Linked DNA regions of Hordeum vulgare: region 1 is linked to region 2. Evidence: chromatin contacts called from public Hi-C data. All regions are on one chromosome and are shown on one strand. The core of a region is the stretch at or near the end of the contact, and the rest is flanking DNA. Distances in the headings are between cores, read along the strand shown.

Region 1 (2,776 bases), core at 82-2,581, 250 kb after region 2:
TTTTTTTTGTCCCCACGGTTAATTGATGAAGAGAATTGAAAATAATTACAGTGGCCATACAATTTTTCATACTCTTGATGCAACAATAACCCCACCAATATTTGATATAATTTGCCCCGCTGGCCAAACTAGGAGCGTCTTTTTTAGTTTTTGACACATGTTTTTTAGCGGGAGGTCCTTTTTCCTATTTAGGGGAGACGTGATCTCCAATCCACTTATACGAATACGCGCCTGAATATCAGCTTTAGTTGCTCTTTAGCTTGGCTTCCACCAAAGGATAGTGTGTCAGTTCTACTCCTACTGGCTGAAGCAACATGATGAGCACGACTACTTTTATTAAAGAAATAGCAACTTTAACAAGCAAAAGATTCGGCTGGATTTGTTTGCCTTGTAGTAGTATACTAGCGGCCAAATTCATTGTTTTAACCTTTTCGTGAAAGTTAAGTCAAAACTGATCTGCTTGAAAAAGTTTTTCGCATCTGACCTTTTTGCTATCGTGGAGACGTTGACAATAGGGTAGAACAACCTACCGCCGAGGTCTCCGGCGATAGGGTTACACACCTACCGTAAAAAGAATTATAAGTTGGGGACACAATACGCGGTTGTGCCTACCGTCGGACCCCTTGACGGTACGTTCACATGTGCTACCGTGAGCCCCTCCGGCGGTAGAACATTTTTGTACCACCAGGGTCCGTGGCGGTAGGTTGTCATACACTACCGTCAAGGATTTCAACGATAGCAAAAAGGTCAGATCTGAATTTTTTTCCAAACGAGATCAGATTCAACTTAACTTTCGTAAAAAAGACAAAAAAAGTAAACTTTCTCTTTTGTTTTGAACGAAGGGACCGAAGAATCATCATAATCTTTATTTTTTTGGTGCAAGAGGAACCGAGGAATCATCACAGGCAGAACAAACCACTCAATCAATCAGAGAAAAAAGTTGCGAGTATTTTATTTACAATTAAATCTGATTTGTATTCCATGGTGCAACGTACGGGGACACGGTGCAACCGAAGGAACAAATAATACTTATAGTAATGATTTTTTTTCTTATAGTAATATGGACTATTATAGTGTAAGAAAACTGAAAGAAACCGTAACAAAAAGGAAAGGATAAACGTAAAGCGGTGGTTGGAGGCTGACTTTGTTGTACCCTTGCGACGGTGGGAGACACAAGAGAGAGAAGCAGGAAAGGGACGGGGTGGGGAGAGATTTGGGACAGCGACCGGCGGGTGGTTTGCGCGTCCGCTAGTGGCGCGTGGTGTGCGGGGGCGAATCCATCCGACGCGTCCAGTTCAAAAGTAACGGCAGCGCCCGCGTCCTTGTCGTTCATGTGACGCGTCTGCCGATGCGATGTGCAGCGTGCGCTTTGTGTTGGTTGGACACCTACCGAACCGCCACACCCCCAACTTCCTCTCGTCTCTTCTATTTGTTGGGAAACCAAGCCGGCCAACAAGGCTCGCGCGGCTCGCACGCAGTCAGCCCTTTTTGTTTCCTAAATTCAAGTTAAATGGATACTTATCCTCTACGCCATATCCCTATGTAAGTAGAGGAGAGACAATTATTGTAATACAATTGATCATTAATAAATATTGATTCTTTCCTACACCTTGTGTCTTCTACTTTCTGTAATTGTTTACGACGTCCGCTCCCGTTCCGTAACCTTGGACCGAACTCGTCTGCAGGAGTTGCGGAACATGTTCTCAGCACGCTTCGCTCCACCAACTCTCCATCGAGCCTGCGTCAAGCCTGCACCAAGCAGGCTCTCGTCGATTGCACGGAGGTATACGATTCGATCCATCTCTTTGCAAAAATGGATTCCCTCGTCATCACGATTCCGTTTTTACGATTAGTTTTTTTCCGATTTTTATCTACCTACGGTGTGGATTTCTCTCTCCTGAACTCGCTCACGAACACGTCGCCGACAAATGTCGATGTTCATGGATTACGAGAGATTTGTTGACTACATCTAGGGGGACGGTGATGAGAAGTACTCCAGATGAGCACGACACCGCCGCGATGTACCAGATGTACACGCCCCGTGACGTCCAGCTGACACACGTTTTGTTTTCCCGAGCGCTACAGTAGCCGTCATCGCCCTACACCGCAGCTGCACCGGCCACGCCCGCTGCGTCGCGCCGGACGCTGGCCTCGGCCGCGCCGACCACCACATCAGCCAATGGTCGTGCTGGCCAGCTCATGCAGCGCTATGCCCTGGTGGCTAGCCAGCTCGTGCTCATTCTCGTGCTGCATGGAACCATGGTGCTGCGCCGGCTGGCCGCCCCTCGGCCGCACCCTGCCCTCTCATACGCCCGCTCGCGCCGGCTACTCGCCGCACCGGTCGCCGTGTCGCGCCAGCCGCGCGCTCGCCTCGCCGCCGCGCCTGCTGCGCTCGCCGGCCGCCCGTCACACCTCATCGCTCGTCCCCGCACCGCCATGCCCTGCTGGCCGCCCGGTCCGTCACGCCCAAGATGCGACCCTATCCTCAGTTTGGCACGAGAGCCTCGTCAGGGATAGAAGCGCATCTCGTCGTGTCGCAAGAGTGGATATCGTTACAAGTACATGTACTGAAAAAAAGATATATATATATATATATATATAGAATTGGCTTACACTCGCCACAAGCTACATCAGAGTCACATCAGTACAATACATCAACATCATGAATAAGAGCAGGGTCCGACTACGGACGAAAACAAACGAGAAAAGAAGAACGACGTCCATCCTTGCTATCCCAGGCTACCGGCCTGGAACACATCCTAGATCGATGAAGAAG
Region 2 (2,725 bases), core at 107-2,606:
ACCAAAATCAGTTGCAGTAAATAATAAATGAAAATGTACTGATTTGATTCCTTTATGTTTAGGTCAGATCTGTTTGGCCCCTGAACTTTCAAGTGTTACTCCCTCCGTTCCAAAACAAGTGCATCAAATTTGAACTAAAACCACTACACATATTTAGGAACAGAGGGAGTACTTATGTTGTTATTTGGTCCATTAACGTTAATAATGGTACCATTAGTCACTTCCACTTAAAAGTGCATCAGTTTGTCAAATGTCAGAGTCATTGACAAGTGAGGCCTATCGGTTGGCCGCTGTTTAGAAGTATTGATTTGGACCTGTCTTCAAGCCGAATAGTATACTTGGAAAGTTATGACACTTAACAGGTGTTACATCAAATTTGAGGGACTAATTTTGAAGACATCTCTCACATATAACTGATGCATAGATGAATTAAGGGAAGTGAATTTGTTTTGTTCTCTTTTCTGACTTCCATATTCTCCTGACAGGCATTACATGCAAATGCATTGCCGGTTCTTGATATGTGCAAGCAATGGCTGGCCCAGTACATGTAATTGTAAGTGTTCTGACTCTGCCGAGGGAGAATTTAAATTAGTGAAAAGAAGAAGGGTTTGCACTAAGGAACAGAATTCTGCTCTGGGCCAGGTGGGTTAATGCAGAGATCAAATTCAGGACAAGACCCACTCATCTGTATATGTTTTCGGGTGAGTGGCTGTTGATGCATTTGCACATGGGAGTGCATGTATGCGTTATGTGTGGTGTAAATTTTGCAGTTCCATTGCATCAGTGACGGATAATTCTACCATGAGGGATGGACAATCCAGAAAGTCTAGTGCGCACTTTAGTCAACGTTTCTATCAAAAGTTTGGCTGATCTTGTGTTTTTTTAGATGCACATTTGTATAGCAAAATAGTTGTACATGCAGCATGCACTCTTTAAGTAGCAGCTTTGAACTCTTGATTTTTAGCTCATGAGAAAAAAGATCAGTCTTTCAGCTAGTGCCTCCCCTGTGCAATTGGAGTATTATTATGTTTGGTGGTACTGTCGATGGTTATGTTTCTGGTTTGTGCCAGTCGCATTCTTTGTATCTTGTGAAAGCTAGCAAGAGCATCTCTAACAACAGCCTCTTGGTTCGAGACATGGTAGGAGGTCTTCAGTGAGGAATCAACTTGTGATTTACCCAACAGCCTATAAGACTCTGCTTGTATTTGTTTTTTGTCTTTTTAGGCAACTGTGCTTGTATTTGTGGCATGGTTGTACATGCAACTGCTTGTATTTGTGGCCTGCGGAACATGGGCCTGGGCCTGGGCTGGAAAGAAGCAAGCGTGCGTTCCATTTGGGGCTGCGATGCGAGTGCGTGCCCGAAAAGGAGCAGATGGAATACTGGAAGCGACGAAGAGACCTGATGCGTGTGCCAAGCAACGGCCAAAAGGTGCGGTTTCGTTGGATGGTGCCATTTGCCTGCAGCTAGAGTGGGTGCGCCACTCACTCACTCACTGTGCTGGTCATATTGAAAGTAAAATACTCCATCTATTTCTAAATATAAGTCTTTTTAGAATTTTTTCATTATAAACTACATGTAAAACAAAATGAATGAATTCATATTTTAAAATAATGTCTATATACATCCGTATATAGTTTGTAGTGAAATATCTAAAATAATTTATATTTAAAAATGAAAGGAGCAGATGTTACATAAGTAAAAAAGATAATGTAACAAATAATTAATAAGAAGAAAGTCAAATAAAATAACATAATATGTTATCATCACATAGGGATTTGTAATGTAAAATGGCTCTACAAAGTAATAAATGAGAACATCTACTCCGTCTCAAAAAAAAAATGCCGTTGATCTAATACAAAATTTATACTAATTTAGTATTAAATCCGCAAAACTTATTTTAGGACGGAGGAAGTATATGACATCATTCGTTATGAAGATAGTAATATATGCTAAGAGCAACTCGTAAAAGGGGCTATCCGACCAGTTTACAAGAGGAGGGCATTTTTTCTGCCCCAAATAGATCTCGAAAAAATGTTATTTTTTGTGGGATCTTACATATTCCGGTATGTTTCCTCTATATGTACATATGGACCTAAAAATAAGAAACGGTTGACGGAATAGAACTTTGAGCTCCTGCCACGATCTTTTAGCACGACCTCGCCAGAACGCCTCGAAGCCGGCGACCATCGGATCCTAGATGCCGTCCCGCGAGCTGCCTCCGGCCCATGAGTCGTCGCCATCACTGGAGCTGTCCCACGAGCTGCAAGGTGTGACCTCGCGAGCACCATGAGCGGCCTCCGCCCCATGAGTTGTCGTCGTCGCTGGAGCTGTCCCATGAGCTGCAAGGTGCGACCTCGCGAGCACCACGAGCTATCTAGCTACTACTGTTGCACCGCCGCTAGCTAGCTAGCTGCTGCCGTCACCTGCTCCTCGCGTTTGCCACCACAATCCCCGTCCCGCTCCACGGCGGCGGCGCCACAGGCAAGGCACAGGTGCTCCTTCTCGCGCTACAGCACCTTCGACCCAGCGCGCGCCTTATCTGCGAAGGATCTAACCGTAATCTTAAATTTTCTTGTAGGGGGCTTTATGCTATTTTGCAACACATGGCTCTCCAGGTCATCTTACACTTGGACACGGCTCAAGAACATAGGACTCTTTCCCCCGAAGAGGCAAATCTTCGATCCGGTGTCAAGCGGAGAGTTATAAGTCTCGCTGGGCTAGTGA

What was found. A called contact is a pair of places that touch in the nucleus more often than the background predicts.
Region 1: a contact with region 2 is called in a Hi-C map of leaf, with 4 times the contacts expected there. The contact joins two enhancer-like sites. A contact is called at or near these places in 4 of 6 Hi-C or Micro-C datasets (leaf and seedling) and 1 of 1 datasets of contacts at active chromatin or transcription factors (embryo).

The regions. Positions count from the first base shown.
Region 1 is chr3H:342,080,395-342,083,170 of MorexV3_pseudomolecules_assembly, forward strand. No RefSeq gene overlaps it. Among protein-coding and RNA genes, the nearest start is that of LOC123443805, 310 kb to the left of the region's middle. Within about 2 kb of position 1,332, at least 3 of the 3 cell types and tissues checked have open chromatin away from gene starts, as enhancers often do. A contact at or near this core is called in leaf and seedling, where this site is marked.
Region 2 is chr3H:341,829,610-341,832,334 of MorexV3_pseudomolecules_assembly, forward strand. It overlaps LOC123443805, which reads left to right. Exons shown (of 36, transcript XM_045120338.1): 36 at 486-995. The coding sequence ends at 551. Among protein-coding and RNA genes, the nearest start is that of LOC123443805, 56 kb to the left of the region's middle. Within about 2 kb of position 1,357, at least 3 of the 3 cell types and tissues checked have open chromatin away from gene starts, as enhancers often do. A contact at or near this core is called in leaf and seedling, where this site is marked.